Linked DNA regions of Mus musculus: all the other regions are linked to region 1. A link is a contact called in public HiChIP or PLAC-seq and promoter capture Hi-C data. All regions are on one chromosome and are shown on one strand. The core of a region is the stretch at or near the end of the contact, and the rest is flanking DNA. Distances in the headings are between cores, read along the strand shown.

Region 1 (3,877 bases), core at 504-3,003:
CTGAGTTCGAGGCCAGCCTGGTCTACAAAGTGAGTTTCAGGACAGCCAGGGCTACACAGAGAAACCCTGTCTCGAAAAAACAAAACAAAAACAACAAAACAAAAACAACAACAACAAAAGGGTTTCCCCCACAAGCCAGGGTCATTTATCTGAACCCTTTACCATGCGCACACAGAAGTTAATTGAGGGGAGACCTTGAATACTGGGGCTTTTCTTTTGGATTTGGTTTGGGTTTTTTCCCCAGATATGGTCTCATGTAGCCCAGGATGGTCTTGAACTGTCTGTAGCCAAGAATGGAATTGAACTCATGATCCCCCTGCGTCTCCCTTCCAAATTGGCTTTATAGGCAGGAGATACCATGCCATGCTAGCTGGACAGCTTAGCTTGCTGGAGAAGCACCTGAGGAAGTCACTGACTTCGGTATCTTCAATCCATCTTGGAAAACCAAAGAAAAGTCATGTATCTATGTGTGTCAAGGGGCTGGGGGACAATCCCAAGGCCTTACACACGCCAATTCTACCTCTGACCTACACCTGTTAGTATTTTACTAACTTTGAGCAAGTACTAAAAAAAAAAAAATCTGGGTTGGAGGTGTAGTTCAGTTGGTAAAGGGCTTGTCCGGGGCGGAGTTTGACTCTAGTTCCAGGGAATATGTCCCTTTCTTATGACCTCCATGGGCACCAGGCACCCACAAGGTACACATACTTACATAGCAGACAAAACATTAATTTTTAGCAAAAATTCTTCAAAGAGACTCTGTCTCCAAAACTACCTATAAATAATAACCAATTCTGCCGGGCAGGAAAGATTCATACTGGAATTAAACCTGTATCGCTGCTGAAGTGCAACCTGGGAAAAGTTAACAGGCCTGATCAGAAGCTGAGCAGGTCCTGCGGTCCTACGAAAAGTCTAAACAGTAGAGTCCATTAATGGTAGGCTCGGTAATGTGAAGATTCAAGTATTTTCACTTTAAAAGGCTCCGTAGCGACAGGAGATGTTCAAATTTTCTCAAACCTAAGGCAGAGGCTTGAGCAAGCTAATCTCTCCCCACTTCCGCCACTTCCTAGGAATATCCCTGTACCGCCATTAGGAAAGGCAGAGCGCCTAGAAATTTCGAGCAGATGACCAAACAAAGAGATGGCAAAAGCACGAGATATGCACCAGACACATTCAAAGGTTTATCCCAGTCCTCCCTACAGCACTAATGATTTCCTTGCTCATTCCAACTCTGAGGAAACCGAGGTCCAGAAACACGTTATCTGAGAACAGAATAGGAGGAAGTGCTCAAACGCGAAACTAAATCGCATCCCTCGACGTGCTGGCGCCATTCGCTCAATCCTGGCCCTGACCTGTGGTACTGAAGGACCCTCGCCTTTAACTCAGGAGAAAAAGACGAGTCAGCAGCAGGAAGAACTCACCTTGGCAGTGAGCACAGGCTGTGGAAAAGACAAAGTGGCCCGAATTCAGCTCTGCACTCCAGTACTGAGGCAACAGGGCCCGACTTAAGTCCGGCGGAGAAGCGGCAGCCCCACCCCAGGGAGGAGCGAGGGCCCGGCTCCCAGAACTACGCGCAGGACGGAGGAGACCCCCACTGTCCTGCGAAGTAGAAGAGGGAGTAGAAGCCAAAGCTGGGACTTTGCACATTCCTCCCCTGGGAACCTCTCACTCCACCACGAACGTCTGGAAGGGCCGGGGTCCCGAAACTGTGCATGCGCACAAGCTACGTGGACAGTCTTGGGTGGCTGGCCGCGCCCACAACCGGCCCACAGTGCACCGCGCAGGCACCTCTCTAGGCATAGATTCTTATACTTTCTGAAGAGATCCTCTATGATACCTAGGGGGTCCTTCTGGCCGCCTGTCTTTCTTTCTCTAAAGTGAATTTGTCGGAATCCCCGAGCGGGCCTGATACAAAGTTTGACCAAAAAATACAGAAAATCTTGCCTCTGCAAACCCCATTTTAGAAAGTTACTGATCTTTCACTCAGTACCTTGCACTTTAGCCCTGTGCAAAAGACTTCATAAATATGAGCTGGGGCCGTATAGCTAAATTAATACAGTGCTTGCTTAACATAAAGTTCTGGGTTCAAAATCCCAGCACGGCATAAAATTGAGTCGTTATCCCAGCACTTGGGAGGTGGAAGCAAGGAGAATCAGAAGATTCAGTTTTTCTTGCCTCCTATACATTGACTTTGAGGCCAGCCTGAGATTTATGATCCCCTATCTAAAAGGAAAACATTTGAAGATGGAGAGAAGGGGTGCCGCTTTTTCAGAGAACCCAAGTTCAGTACCAGCATTCATGTCAGGAGGTTCTCAACCACCTGTAACCCCAGCTCCAGGGGATTTAATACTCTCTTCTGACTTCCATGAGCACCCACATAAAGGTGGGGTGTGTGTGTTTCCCAGGGATAGCTTATAAAGGGAAAAAACACAATGGGCTCCTAAGTGGGTGAAGGAGGGCTATAGAGCGGTCGGCCCCTCTCCAAGTTTTTTTAGTAGTTTGAACTTAACAGTTCAAGCTGCCCTGTTATATCTTGCTTGGCTGAGTGAAGGCTGCATTTGGGAAATTTCCAATCATAATCATCGTCATCCTCAGAATATATGGTCAATTTGATCTCTGAGTCAAATTGTGTGTGTGTGTGTATGTGTGTGTGTGTGTTTACAATCAAAGTGCAATATGTTTTGTGTCAACAATATGGAGTGGCCAACAGAAATGAAACAAAAGAATTACAGCCAAGCTCGAGGTGACTTTAAGCTAGGGAACGGGCTTCAACATGGGGACCAGCCTTCATCAGTCTCACTACTCTGACTGTCCTGGAACTCACTATTGTAGACCAGGTTGGCCTCCAAATCATAGTAATCTGTCTGGCTCTGACTCCCAAATGCTAAAATTAAAGACGTGCACTCAGCTCTTTTTCTTTTCTTTTTAAAAAATTATTTTATTACCAGGTGGTGGTGATACATGCCATTAATCCTAGCAATCAGGAGAAGAGGCAAGCAGATCTCCAAATTCAAGGCCAGCCTGTTCTACAGAGTGCAACCCTGTCTCAAAAAAACAAAAACAAAAATTTATTTTTACTTGTATGTGTGTGTGCCCGAGTATATGTCTGTTTACCACATGCAGGCAGGAGCTTAAGGAGGTGAGAAATGACCTAGACCTGCAGGTCATTCTTCAGTGACAGGGTCCTGAGAGAGAGGACCGGGAGATCAGAAGATAAGCAGAAAGGTAAAGTTTCAGATGGGGAGGTCTTTCACAAACCATGTCTGTTAAGAAGCACAGCATCTTATATATTATTTCCAGGGGAGAAATTGAACACAGCAGCAAGTGTCATACAATGGAACTAAATCAGGGGAACGCTAATAAAACAATGTTGATTAAGGGGAACACAGGGTATCTCAAAAACATTACACGCTAAGCTCTCCGCAGCCTTTGGACTGATAACTAAAGTCCCATTTGGTGGGAAGATTTGGGTTCTCAGGATCTGAAGCAGTAGCTCCCCCAAGGCCCTGGCTTCCGGCCATCACTGGCCTTGCCAAGCATATTCCTGGTTATGAGAAGGAACTGTGCTACATACAGCGGGGGCAAAAGAATAGAAGCTGCAGCAGAGGTATTTCTATAAGAGCTGTCAGGTAGTGTTTCAATGCCAGGGAAGATCTGCTGTTTAGATCTTACTGGGTGGGATGCCTCTACACAGTCACGTGTGAATTATTAGATGGTCATATCATTTTTTTTTTTTGCCAAGAAATAGGTTTTTCAGAATAGATATCTGTTTTAGGGATGTACAAGACAAACATTGCTCTCTCTCTCCCCCCCCCTCTCTCTTTCTCTCTCTCTCTCTTTCTCTCTCTCTGTGTAACTTTTGATAGTCTGGCCCTGTTTA
Region 2 (4,156 bases), core at 897-3,396, 530 kb after region 1:
ATAGCACAGCATTAGGCTGGGCTGTCACCGGTTCACACAGATGCTCTGCACAGGATCATGGGAGATGCCACACAAGCATCCTCAGAGGACCTACCTCTTTGCCTTTTGTGGTACCTCCTTCGATCCATTCCACCGAAACACAGGATTTCTCCACGTTCACTGTGCTTATATTGGCGGGGTGAATTAAGCCTATGTATGAGAAGGTCAGAAGTTATCCATGTGTCTCCTAAGAACTTAAGTTTTTTTTAAGGTGTTCTTTTTTTTTTTTTGACTGCGCCACCACTGCCTGGCCAAACTTAAGTTTTTATTCTCCACTTTGCTTTTAGGATCCTAAAGACTTCAAATTTACATTTACCTCGGAAGGGAAATTTGTTTTGTTTTGTTTTTGTTTTTTTTTGTTTGTTTGTTTGTTTGTTTTTTCGAGACAGGGTTTCTCTGTGTAGCCCTGGCTGTCCTGGAGCTCACTTTGTAGACCAGGCTGGCCTCGAACTCAGAAATCCGCCTGCCTCTGCCTCCCGAGTGCTGAGATTAAAGGCGTGCGCCACCACGCCCGGCTTTGTTTTGTTTTTCAAGACAGGGTTTCTCTGTATAGCCCTGGCTGTCCTGAAACTTACTTTGTAGACCAGGCTGGCCTCGAACTCAGAAATCCGCCTGCCTCTGCCTCCCGAGTGCTGGGATTAAAGGCATGAGCCACCATGCCCGGCTCCGGAAGGGAAAATTTAATTCTCTTTTAAAAAATACAAACAGCCAGGCAGTGGTGGCCCTTGCCTTTAATCCCAATACATCAGGGATAGAGGCCTGAGGAGTTCTGTGAGTGAGGACAGCCTGGTCTACAACGTGAGTTCCAGGACAGACAGGGCTACACAGAGAAACCCTGTTGTCAAAGTGTAATTCCACTTCCAGAGGATTTCACAAAACACCAATGAACATAAAATAAAATAATAAATTTAAAAAGCAACAAACAAACAAAACACCAAAGAACTAGGCCTGTGATGGTGCATGCCTTTAATCCTAGCACTTGCAAAGTACAGTAGGTGGATCTCTGTGAGTTCGAGGTCAGCCTGATCTACAAAGCAAGTCCAGGTCCAAGGCCCTGTTACAGAGAAACTGTCTCAAAAAATAAAACAAAACACAAATGCTAGTTAGTAATTCTAGTGGGGTTCACCCTTAGACCATTCCACAGTGGAAGTGAACAGGGAATGGGCCTTAAACCCCAGCTCCATAGGATAAAATTGCATCACCGCTCCAACAGAATGAAGATTCATTTGAGCAAGTAAGTTACTACATTCCTTGGAGGAGCTATTCCTGAACACATCAGTAAAGAGCTGGACCGCTGGAGTTCCCTGGTCCATTTTTGGCAGTGGTTGGCTAGTCCATGAATGACCCGTTATTAGACCTGTAGAAATTGCTTAATAAAGACAGATGGTTGAGCCGGGCAGTGGTGGTGCAACGCCTTTAATCCCAGCCCTTGGGAGGCAGAGGCAGGGGATTTGTGAGTTCGAGGCCTGGTCTACAGGAGTTCCAGGACTACACAGAGAAACCCTTCCTTGAAAAACCAAAACAAACGCCAAAAAAAAAAAAAAAAAAAAAAAAAAGCCGGGCGTGGTAGTGCATGACCTTTAATCCCAGCACTCAGGAGGCCGAGGAAGCCGCGGGTCCAACAAAGCAAAACAGGTTCAGAGGAAATGCATCCAATCGCTATAACCTAGCTAGGCGCACCAATAACCGCAGACGTGCTCCGCCCACACTCAGAAAGCAGGCAAGGGACCCACAACCAAAGTAGCGTTTTCCTCCTGTGTAGGGGACACCGACTGCCAGTGTAGTGACATGGACCCCCTCAGTGTGGAATAAGGGAAAGTATCCCAAAGCTTTGCCACACGGAGATTCAGATAACCATCTTGGCAGTCTCACCGCTCTTGGGTCGTCCCCTTGGCCTCAAGACCCTGCCCTCACCATTGCTGCGTTGAATGTTGATGGAGAGACCAGGAAACAGGCGTGCGTGAAGCGACTCCATGGACTCAGGAACAACAACAGGCAACACAAATGAAAGAAGCTTGGAAACCACGACTCTGCTAATACTGCGCTGTGTTAACAACGCCTAAACCGCTGCAGTTTAAATCCCGCGCGCCAGCCTCCCTACAACGTCACCAGTGCGACGCACCGCAGAGCAATGTGGGATATGTAGTCTTGGTCTCCGACTTCCGGCGCGTGGCCGGGCTCCCGAGCTCTGAGACTGATGGGAAGGGTTTTTGGTTGGTTGGTTGGTTGTTTGGTTTTTTCGTTTGTTTGTTTTGTTTTGTTTTTCTAGCTCTTGCTGTCCTGGAACTCACTCTGTAAACCAGGCTGGCCTCGAACTCAGAAATCCGCTTGCCTCTGCCTCCCGAGTGCTGGGATTAAAGGCGTGCGCCACCACGCCCAGCTGATGGGAAGGTTTTATGGCTTCTGGCCTTACCCTCCCGCTACCAGGTCGAACTTCTGCCTTTATGTAAGACTAGGAAACTTATGTATAATGTTTCAGTGAGGGCCTTGTGATTCTACAGACAGGGGTTCAAATCCTGGTTTCTTGATGATTGCTTTCTCTTTGAAATGTATACAATATTTCGAAGACACCAATTAAAAATAGTCACATGCTAGTGCTAGACATAGTGCTAGATTGGGATAGTGGAATAAACAAGACGAATGGTTCCTGTCCGTGAAACTTTTTTTTTTTTTTTTTTCCTATTAGGAACACGGGGGAAGTCATACGGTGGTGACTCGAGCCTTTAATCCTACCACTAGAGAGAGGCAAATTTGACTTCGAAGTCAGTCTGGTCTACAGCCTGAGTTCCAGAATAGCCAAGATTACACAGGGAAACCCTTTCTAGAAAAACAAAACAAAACAGAACACAAGAGAAGCGGGGTATGGTAGATCATGCCTATAATCCTAGCTCCCTGTAGATGAAGAAAAGAGAATAATTTCAAAGCCAACCTTAGCTAAGCAGCATGTTTGAGGCCAGAGTGGGCTGTGTGAAACTGTCTCAAACAAACAAACAAACAAACAAAAAAAGATGCTGGCAATGAAAAGCAGCCTACAATGCCTAAATGCTGGAATTAGCATGAATCACCATACCTGATTTTTGTCATTATTTATAATGTCTTTTTGTTTCGTAGTACTAGGTATTAACTCCAGGACTTTGTGCATGTGCCACTACTGTCCGGCTTCTAGGGGAACGTTCTTACACTGAACCACATCATTACTGCCCCAGTATGCAGACCTATGCAGACCAAGAACCCCCACCGCCCCGCGGAGGATATGTATAGTGTAAATGGTGTCTAGCCCTTGGTCTATCCAACCTTGACAAGCCTGAAGACCTGAGTTTGATCTTCTGGACCTACATGGTAGGAGAATGAACTCCCCAAAGCCTCCACAAATGTGCCATGGCATGCACCACATACACACACACACATACTAAATAAACAAGTTAAATGTAGTTACATTAAAAACAAGAATAGTGCCAGGCTTGGTGGCACATGCCTTTAATCCCAGCACTCGGGAGGCAGAGGCAGGCAGATTTCTGAGTTCGAGGCCAGCCTGGTCTACAAAGTGAGTTCCAGGACAGCCAGGGCTATACAGAGAAACCCTGTCTCGAAAAACAAAACAAAACAAAAAACCCAAACCAAAACAAATACTCTTTGTTAGGGCTGGCGAGATAGGTCAGTGGTTAAGAGCGCTGACTACTCTTCCGAAGGTCCCGAGTTCAAATCTAATGAAATCTGATGCCCTCTTCTGGAGTGTCTGAAGACAACTACAGTGTACTTACATATAATAAATAAATAAATCTTAAAAAAAACAACAACCAAGAATAGCAACAGTGGAAGGAAGGACAGGGTATTGAGATGGCTCAGAGGGTAAAAGCCCTTGCTGCTGTGCTTGAGCCTGGAACACACAGGATGGAAAGAGAGAGCTAACCCCTGAAGGCTGTCATCCCTTTAACCTCATGCCGATGACGATGATGGTAAAGTTAAAATATAAAAGAAAACAACTTCTTGTCCATGAACATCTTAGACTGGCCTCTAACTCACAGTGTAGCAGAGTGACCTGTTTTCTTTGTTTTGTTTTTTGAGGCAGGGTCTTACTATGTAGCTCTGGCTGTGCTGAGTCTGTTATAGAACCTGA
Region 3 (4,176 bases), core at 247-2,746, 530 kb before region 1:
GGCAGGCCTGGAACCCAACATTACCATTCCTTGGTTTTGATATTCTCCTCCCACCAAGAAAACTGAAACTGTATTAATTTCTAGTGAACCTACCTGGAGGATAACAATTTTTTTAAGATTTATTTATTTATTATATGTAAGTACACTGTAGCTGTCTTCAGACACTCCAGAAGAGGGCATCAGATCTCATTACAGATGGTTGTGAGCCACCATGTGGTTGCTGGGATTTGAACTCAGGACCTTTGTAAGAGCAGTCAGTGCTCTTAACCACTGAGTCATCTCTCCAGCCCCAAGGATAACAATTTTATTAATCTTCTCCAATGCTTAGTATACTGTAAATTTTCATTAAAATTTACTTACGCGGGGCAGTAGTGGCAAACACCTTCACTTTCAACACTGGGTAGCAGAGGCAAGGGAACCTCTGTGTGAGTTCAAGGCCAGCCTGGTCTACAAACAGAGTTCCAGAACAGCCAGGGCTACACAGAGAAACACTGTTTCAAAAAAAAAACCTTAAGTGCCAGGTGTGCCTGGCACATGCCTACGACCACACACTGCATTTGGGAGACAGACCATAGTCTACAGACCTGGTGAGAAGCTCATCTCAAAAAAAAAAAAAAAAAAAAAAAAAGCTTCAAAAATGTATGAAAGGTACTTTCTCAAGATGACTATGAACCTCATTTTCCTTATTCCCCTAAACACTCACTACTGTCCCAGGCTGCCAGTCTTCATCATCTGATGATCTGTCTTCTGGTTTCCTCCTAGCCAACTGGCTGGGAGCTAAGCTCCTCCTCTGCAAGGGAGAACAGAAAGTGAGTTCCTGCAGTGATCCTGCAGCCAGGCCCCTTAAGTCAGCTTAAGGTCACACTTACCATCCTGGCCCCAGAAGCATCAAATGTCAAGTGCCCATCAGCGAAGTTAAAAGCACTCAGCAACAGAGAATGCAGGACCAGGGGATGCTATAAAAGGAAGTTGCTATATCATTGAAAATATTGTCTTAAGAGTCGGTATGAGGGGAGGGGATGCAATCAGAGGATGAGGCTTGGGTCCAAACCAGGAATGTCGGTCCCCAAGTTCCTCAAGGTCAAAATATCCAAAGCCAAGTCCAAGCGGAGCTGGGTCTAAATCTAGGATGGGAAAGAAGACAGATTGAAGTTGCAGATGAGCAAAGTGGAGTTGGAATAACGTCCCTAGCTGGGCTGCTTCCCTGAGAGTAACACCTACGAAAAAGTACAGTCTTAAGTACGAAGGCGAGACGCCTGAATTCTTAGGAGAGGGATAGAATTTACCAGAGCTGGACCGACATCAAACCTCAGTGTGAGGAAGGCAAGCAGAGACCTAGGAACGCCTTGTGGGAAGTTAAACAGGAACCCAGGAAGGACCAGTTAAAAATCCAGGTTGGGAGGAGGAGAATCTTAGAAGCTGAAGAGAGGCAAAGAGCGACTCCGGTATCTTTCCCCTTATTCTTCCTCTTCCCAAAGCGCGCGTTAAGAGCCTCCAGGCAGTGTCAATCGAACCTCCCGCCACTCTGCCACCACAGTCCCCTATTGGCTGCGTTCAGTGAACTTGACGCTCGACGATCCGGCCTAAAGGAAGGGGCGGGCCTAGGGCTGAGGCTAATAAGGGTCTTGGATTTCCGCCCAGAGGCTCAACAGACCACTAGGAGCTGTGGCTTATCCTGGTGGCAGCAACAGGCAGGTGCCAGAATTCTTACTTGCCAACGGTCCCTCTTCCTGGCTCCTGCCTTTGGCCGAAGCAGCTGAACCAAATAGATGTTTTGCACCGAAGTACTGTGCGGAGGAGTTGCTACTGGAATAGATTTCAAAAGGCAGCACATTTTTGGGAATTTGATTCAGGCTCTTTATTGTGCCAGACCTGGAGCAGAAATCTGAGCTGGAAGCAGGCAAGGCCAGTGGCCAGTCAAAAGGTGAGCGGAGGTGTTGGTGCTGCACTGCCAATTGGTCTGAGATGTCTTGAAATAAGCTAGCTGTCTTTTCCTGGGGCATAGTCACCCATTCTCTAAAAATCCGTTTTTCCTTTAAGTGATATTATTATAGTACCTCTCCTAAGGGATTATTCACAGGGTCTAATTAAAGTGAACAAAGTAGCTGCGCCTGGTAGCGCAGGCCTTTAATTATAGTACTCACTAGGCATAGGCAAGCAGATCTCTGTGAGACTAGCCTGGTCTTCATAATGAGTTCCAGGACAGCGACAGCTCTGTAGAAAGACCCTCCAAGAACGGGAAAAAAAAAAAGTGTTCAAAGTATTTAACATAGCCCCCATGTATTACCTAAGTGCTCACTAATCAAAATAGCATGCCCATTACACTTAATCACTATCTACTTAAAAGGATCTCCTTAGCTATTATAAATCATTTACTATCCTCAGATAAGGTTTATTGTCCCCATTTTGTCGTGTGTGTGTGTGTGTGTGTGTGTGTGTGTGTGTGTGTGTGTGGTGTCTTGGGGGCACTAGGAATATAGCATAGTGGTAGAACTTCGTGAGGCGGTCACTGCTGAGGTTTGTTGTTATTTGAGACAAGGTCTTGCTGTGTAACCCGGTTATCTTTAAACTTATGACCCTCTGTCATCCCCAGCCCGCCTAGCAGAAATGAGGATATACTAAAGAGATACTTATGTCCTTTCCTTGGCTTTTGGGAACAATGAACCGAAGAAATTTTAATTTCCATAGGAATATCTTGCTGGGAGACAAGAAGGCTGTGAGCAACTTAATGAAAAACAAAATCACATACACAAAAAGAACAGTTAACTTCTTTGCCATGACTATGAGGTCAGCCTGGGCTGTATAGTCAAAATCTGTCTCAAAATGGGGGGTATAAGGGATGTGTGGATGTGGATAAAAGCATGTGTCACCTAAGCCTGAGGACATGAGTTCAGTGCCCACAGCCCACACCAAGGTGAAAGGAGAGAACTGATCCACAAACTTGACCTCTGACCTCCATATGTACAGCATGGCACATGCGCACCCTCATACAAACATCATGTACATACACGCTCTAATAACAGAGAAATATTCTTTAAAGGAAAGAAACTCTACCTAGCCCTAGAAAATATATAAGTATTTCCTTTTTTTTTTTTAATCTCAATTTCTTCTTTTTTTTTTTTTTCTTTTTTTTTTTTTTTTCTGAGACAGGGTTTCTCTGTATAGCCCTGGCTGTCCTGGAACTCACTCTGTAAACCAGGCTGGCCTCGAACTCAAAAATCCACCTACCTCTGCCTCCCAAGTGCTGGGATTAAAGTCGTGCACCACCACACCTGGCAAGTATTTCCTTTTTGAAGGTTTGTTTTGCTTCTTTTGAGACTGGGTCTGATGTATCCAGTGCTAACCTCCTGTTTCTACTTCCTAGTGCTAAAATTATAGCCCTATGCCACCAGGCTCAACCTCCAACCTCCCTAATTTTTAACCCTATATCTGTGGGCCTACCTCCCCCCCCCCCCGCCCCTGCCCCTCAGCCATTGTACACCAGTGGCCATCAGGATGCAGAGGATCAGGGGAGCAGGGTCTTGGTGCTGAAAGGCAGGGGTGAACCAACCCAGGAGACTGTTTCACAGGACAGCTCATTCATTGAAGTATTGGGACTAGCTTATGTAGTCAGAGGGGAGGGGAGGAAAAAGGACCAGGGAGGACAGGATGTGTTGCAGTGGGGGCTGGGGCCTTTCAAGTATATCAGCTAAATTAGCAGATTGATAATCATATGATTTCTGAAAAACCAGTTCTCTAGCAGGGAAACAGAAGCCTAACTGGCTTTATCACAAGTGGCATATGTAGCTGAGCCTGATTTGGATAGGGAGTGGCCCCACTCCTGCTGTGCTTTCTGAGAGAAGGGCGTGAGGTAGATATGATCAACGCTCTACTGTCCCTTAATCTGGCTTGGAAACACACATATACTGTGACTTTTTCACCCCTAAAGATTAAAGAAGTTGATAGAGTCTGGTTTTTCCATTCTTTGGCCATTGTGCTGTTTGTTCAACTTGTTAAGTCTTTCACTTCAAGAAAAAGATAGGGGCTGGAGAGATGGCTCAGTGGTTAAGAGCACCTACCGCTCTTCTGAAGGTCCTGAGTTCAAATCCCAGCAACCACATGGCAGCTCACAACCATCCGTAATGAGATCTGATGCCCTCTTCTGGTGCATCTGAAGACAGCTACAGTGTACTTAGA
Region 4 (3,796 bases), core at 1,241-3,740, 600 kb before region 1:
GCAAAGAACAGCTGTAGGGGATCTGGGAGGGATTGTTCAGTGGGACTGGAGAAGTCACAGCATAGGTATGAATGCCACAGGGAACAGTAGTGGGGCAAAACCGAGCTCGAGGGACAACAGGTAAACATCGGGGGTCAAAGGGTGTTCTCAAAGGGATAAAAGAATAGATGTGGGTGGAACAAGGAGGCGCCACAGACTTGATATGGGATGGCGGACCCCTGGGAGCAGAATAAGTGCCACAAGGGAGAACCGCAGGCTGAGGGAGAGGTATAGACTGATTTAGGGGACTAGAGAGTGGGGATAAATGGGAGGTGGGAGGAACCACAGAATACATATGAGTATTGCAGGGGGAAACTGGAGGTGGTACGTGGGGACTACTCTTAGGATATCTACTGGGCAAAGCAGGATTACAAGGCGAGCTATGAGGACAGGAAGTAGGAGCAACAGTTTTGAGGACAGCGGTCTCTGGGGGAGGTTCTTTTGGGCAGGAATTTGAAGTAGTTGTGATGGCTGGCTCCATACATGGACTAAAGAGGCCAAAGGACTGGGAGGGAGGCTGAGGACAGGTGTTGGTCTTATGGGATTTAGAATGGCTAGGAGGAGTGTGGTGGGGTGTATTGTCTAGGGACCGACACTTGTAGGGATTGCGTCGTGATTCAGGGGATTTGGGGGACTTCATTTGAGGGGGAGCTGAGGTAGGAGGGCGGGGTTCATTATAACCTCTGGGTGACTGAGGTGGAGCTACACACTGGTTGTTCAGGGGAGATGGGAAATACGGGGAAGGATTAGGACACTGAGGAAGAGGTGGTCCTGTGGTGCAGGAAGGACCAGAAATTATAGTACCTGGGGTTAGTAAGAGGTAAGAGTTCCCCCCAGGCTCCCACAGAAAGGACCCTACACAGGGCTTCTGGAGAGCCTGAGGCAGGGATGAGCTAGGAGAACCAGCACTCTCAGGTGGTAGGTTGATAACACAGAAAGGACTCCTAGGGGCAGATATCTGGGAATCTGGGCATAAATGGGAATAATGAATACAGCCCTCTTGAGGTGAGATGGGAGAGCCAGACATGCCTGCCTGAGAAGAAAGTGGAGGGCCACAGCCATTTTTCCCAAGAGGTACATCAAGCTGTGGTTTAGGTTCACAAGAGTTTGGAGGCATAGGGTTGTCGTGGTAAGGGTTGCCAGAGGGTGGGGAAGATGCTGAAGAAAGGGGAGGATCATTGTAACTTCTTCTAGAGGGACAGTGGGGCCCTCGGTGAGAAATGGATGCAGGGGTTAGAGGTCTAGTTTCCACAGATCGGTGAGCAAGGGGAGGTGAAATTGCAAGGCCAGGTCTCAGGGGCCGATGGGTAAGAAGAGGTGAAATGATGGAGTAATTTCCCTGGGACCCTGGCATAAGGGGAGTCGAAATCACCGGGCCTGTCTCCAAGGTTATATGAGTAAGTTCAGGGGAAGTTACTGGGCTGGCTCTAGGGGCCTGATGAATGAGAGGTGGGGAAGTCACATAACAAAGACGCGGACTTGGAGGGCATGAACGCTGAGATTCTGGGGAATCAATATAGTTGCAACATAGGTTCCGCTGATGAGGAGAGGGTGACCCCTGAAGGCTGAATCGGTCAAAACAAGGAGAGGATGAACCAGCTGGCTCTTGTCTGTACAGCCTTCCTAGGAGTGGAGAAAAGGGTTCAAAGGGGCACCTCTCCGGTGGGGGTGGGGAGGAGAGGACTGGGGGCGGAGGGGGCGGGGTGGGGATCCGTCGAGGTAAGCACGGAGAAGAAATGGTGAGGCAAGAGAAAGGTTCTCTAGAGTAAGGGGGGTTGGTGAATCTGTTGCCTGCATTTGGAGAAAGGCCAGCATTACAGGAAAGGTGGTCGTTGAAGTCTTTCCCGGGCGCCACAGGCACCTCGAGAGTGAGAACAGGGGTGAATCCTTTCCTGCAGGACGACGGAGACTCAGGAGGGAAGGAGTAGTTGTTAGGGCAGTCTGCTTGAGGTGAAGTTGAAGGGGCTGAAATTTTAAGGAGGAAAGGAGGGGAAGAGTTCATGGGACTGGAGGGGAAGGGTAAGAGGGAGGAAAGAAAAGGAAAAAGAAGGGTGGGAAGGGCAAGATAAAAGTAAGCAAGAAAAAGTAACATGAGGCGATGTAACGTCACCGAATGAAAGCTCAGGCCGTGACTTAACAGAGAGGGGCGGAGTCAGGGGGCTGCTTACGCAACAGGAAGAGGCTTGTGGTTAATAAAAGGACAGGCAGGCGTGAGACAAGAGCTCCAAGAAGGTTACGGTCCCTGGAGTTCATGTCCCGAATGCAACTGTGAGTGACGGGAAACGCAAGGGCTGGATAAGTCTCCCTCTAATGTCAGACCTTACCCATTTCTTCTTATATCGATATCTCCGCGGGACCGGCGTGAAGTCCACGAGCTTCAGCAGCTTCCGAACACATCTTAAGACGGGCGCAGCCATGTCAACTAACAACGCCAATAATTCCGACTGAAACTGCAGCTGCGCTCTCGCGGGTTCCGGGAAGGATTGAGGGCTGCTTAGAATATCAGCGGCAGACAGGGCGGGGCTAGGCTTGCGGCGCCCCCAGGGCTCCGCCTACCTCCACACCCCACCCACCAGAATCCTCGGGGCGCACACGAAGCGGTGGCTGTGCTAGAGCATCTAAAGGAGCTCCTAGGAAGTTGCAGGGAAGGCCTTCTGGGCTCAACCTGCATGGAGAAAGCTGCCGAGGTAGAACGAAATTAGAGCAGACTATAGACAGAAGCGGAATTGCTAGGAAGCCATAGAAGCCAGTTTCAAGATCTTCCTTTTAGACGGTTCTTTTCAAGACTCGGTACCTAATTTTGTGTTCTTTCTGAGACTATCAAATTGACTACGCCGCTTAGGATCCAAGAAGAAAGGGGGTGATCACTATTTTTAGAAATGATCGTTTGGCTGAGCAGAGTGGCATATGTCTTTATTCCAGCACTTGGAAGGCAGAAGCAGACGGATCTCTGTGAGTTCCAGGCCAAGCTTGGTTTTCATAGCTACAGGTCAGACAGCTTTTCTGTAACCTTACATTTATTCTTATAATGTATTGCCACCCACCATATAGTATAATCAGCTAAGTCGTAATTTTTTAAAAATGTTAAGTATGTCAAACTGATCTCTGGAAGTTGTGGGGCAGCCAACGTCTTTGAATTAGTGAGCTCCAGATTCCATGAGACCATCTGAAGACGTGTGGTGTTGACCTGCAGCTGCCATTCATAGACCATATGCACATATGCATGAACATATACAAACATATAACACACTCTTTTCTTTTCCTTTTGATTTTTGAGACAAGATCTCACTACATAGTCGTGGCTGGCCTATAACTCTCTATGTACACCAGGCTAGCCTGGAAATTATACCTGCTTGCTTCCGTCTCCCAAGGGCTGGGATTAAAAGGGTGTGCCCAAACTGTAACTCATACAAATATAGAATGAGCACCTGCCAAAAATTGTACTCATCATCCAAGTCACATACGTATCTGTCATTATCTTTTTTTTTTTTTTTTTTTTTTTTTTTTGGTTTTTCGAGACAGGATTTCTCTGTATAGCCTTGGCTGTCCTGGAACTCACTTTATAGACCAGGCTAGCCTCGAACTCAGAAATCTGCCTGCCTCTGCCTCCCAAGCGCTGGGATTAAAGGCATGCGCCACCACCGACTGGCTATCTGTCATTATCTTAAACAATAAAAGTAAAATAAGACTTAAACAAGTGAGAATTTGAGTTTCAAAATTTTAGTGAGCCAAATGAGGCCACGATGGCACATGTCCT

The links. HiChIP or PLAC-seq counts read pairs in DNA pulled down with a chosen protein or histone mark. Capture Hi-C pulls out chosen DNA fragments and counts their contacts.
Region 2: a contact with region 1 is called in a promoter capture Hi-C map of liver. The contact joins the promoter of Kif2c here to the promoter of Akr1a1 in region 1. A contact is called at or near these places in 2 of 115 datasets of contacts at active chromatin or transcription factors (bone marrow-derived macrophages and memory CD8 T cells) and 2 of 9 other capture datasets (adipose tissue and liver).
Region 3: an H3K4me3 HiChIP or PLAC-seq map of the 230-238 cell line shows a contact between it and region 1, with 15 read pairs. The contact joins the promoter of Rad54l here to the promoter of Akr1a1 in region 1. A contact is called at or near these places in 11 of 39 promoter capture datasets (3T3-L1-derived adipocytes, the C10 cell line, the HPC-7 cell line and 8 more), 2 of 15 datasets of contacts at CTCF or cohesin (large pre-B cells and pro-B cells), 1 of 484 Hi-C or Micro-C datasets (B cells), 12 of 115 datasets of contacts at active chromatin or transcription factors (the 230-238 cell line, the SCID.adh cell line, bone marrow-derived macrophages and 6 more) and 1 of 9 other capture datasets (embryonic stem cells).
Region 4: a promoter capture Hi-C map of liver shows a contact between it and region 1. The contact joins the promoter of Nsun4 here to the promoter of Akr1a1 in region 1. A contact is called at or near these places in 2 of 39 promoter capture datasets (both in liver) and 2 of 9 other capture datasets (adipose tissue and liver).

The regions. Positions count from the first base shown.
Region 1 is chr4:116,649,921-116,653,797 of GRCm38.p6, forward strand. Akr1a1 (aldo-keto reductase family 1, member A1 (aldehyde reductase)) reads right to left here and starts at 1,754. Exons shown (of 9, transcript NM_021473.3): 1 at 1,419-1,754.
Region 2 is chr4:117,180,478-117,184,633 of GRCm38.p6, forward strand. Kif2c (kinesin family member 2C) reads right to left here and starts at 2,147. Exons shown (of 20, transcript NM_134471.4): 1 at 1,954-2,147; 2 at 95-189. The coding sequence starts at 2,014.
Region 3 is chr4:116,122,193-116,126,368 of GRCm38.p6, forward strand. It overlaps Rad54l (RAD54 like (S. cerevisiae)), which reads right to left and starts at 1,497. Exons shown (of 18, transcript NM_009015.3): 1 at 870-1,497; 2 at 704-790. The coding sequence starts at 872. It overlaps 2510003B16Rik (RIKEN cDNA 2510003B16 gene), which reads left to right and starts at 1,648. Exons shown (of 3, transcript NR_131048.1): 1 at 1,648-1,924.
Region 4 is chr4:116,051,321-116,055,116 of GRCm38.p6, forward strand. It overlaps Nsun4 (NOL1/NOP2/Sun domain family, member 4), which reads right to left and starts at 2,491. Exons shown (of 6, transcript NM_028142.5): 1 at 2,364-2,491. The coding sequence starts at 2,456.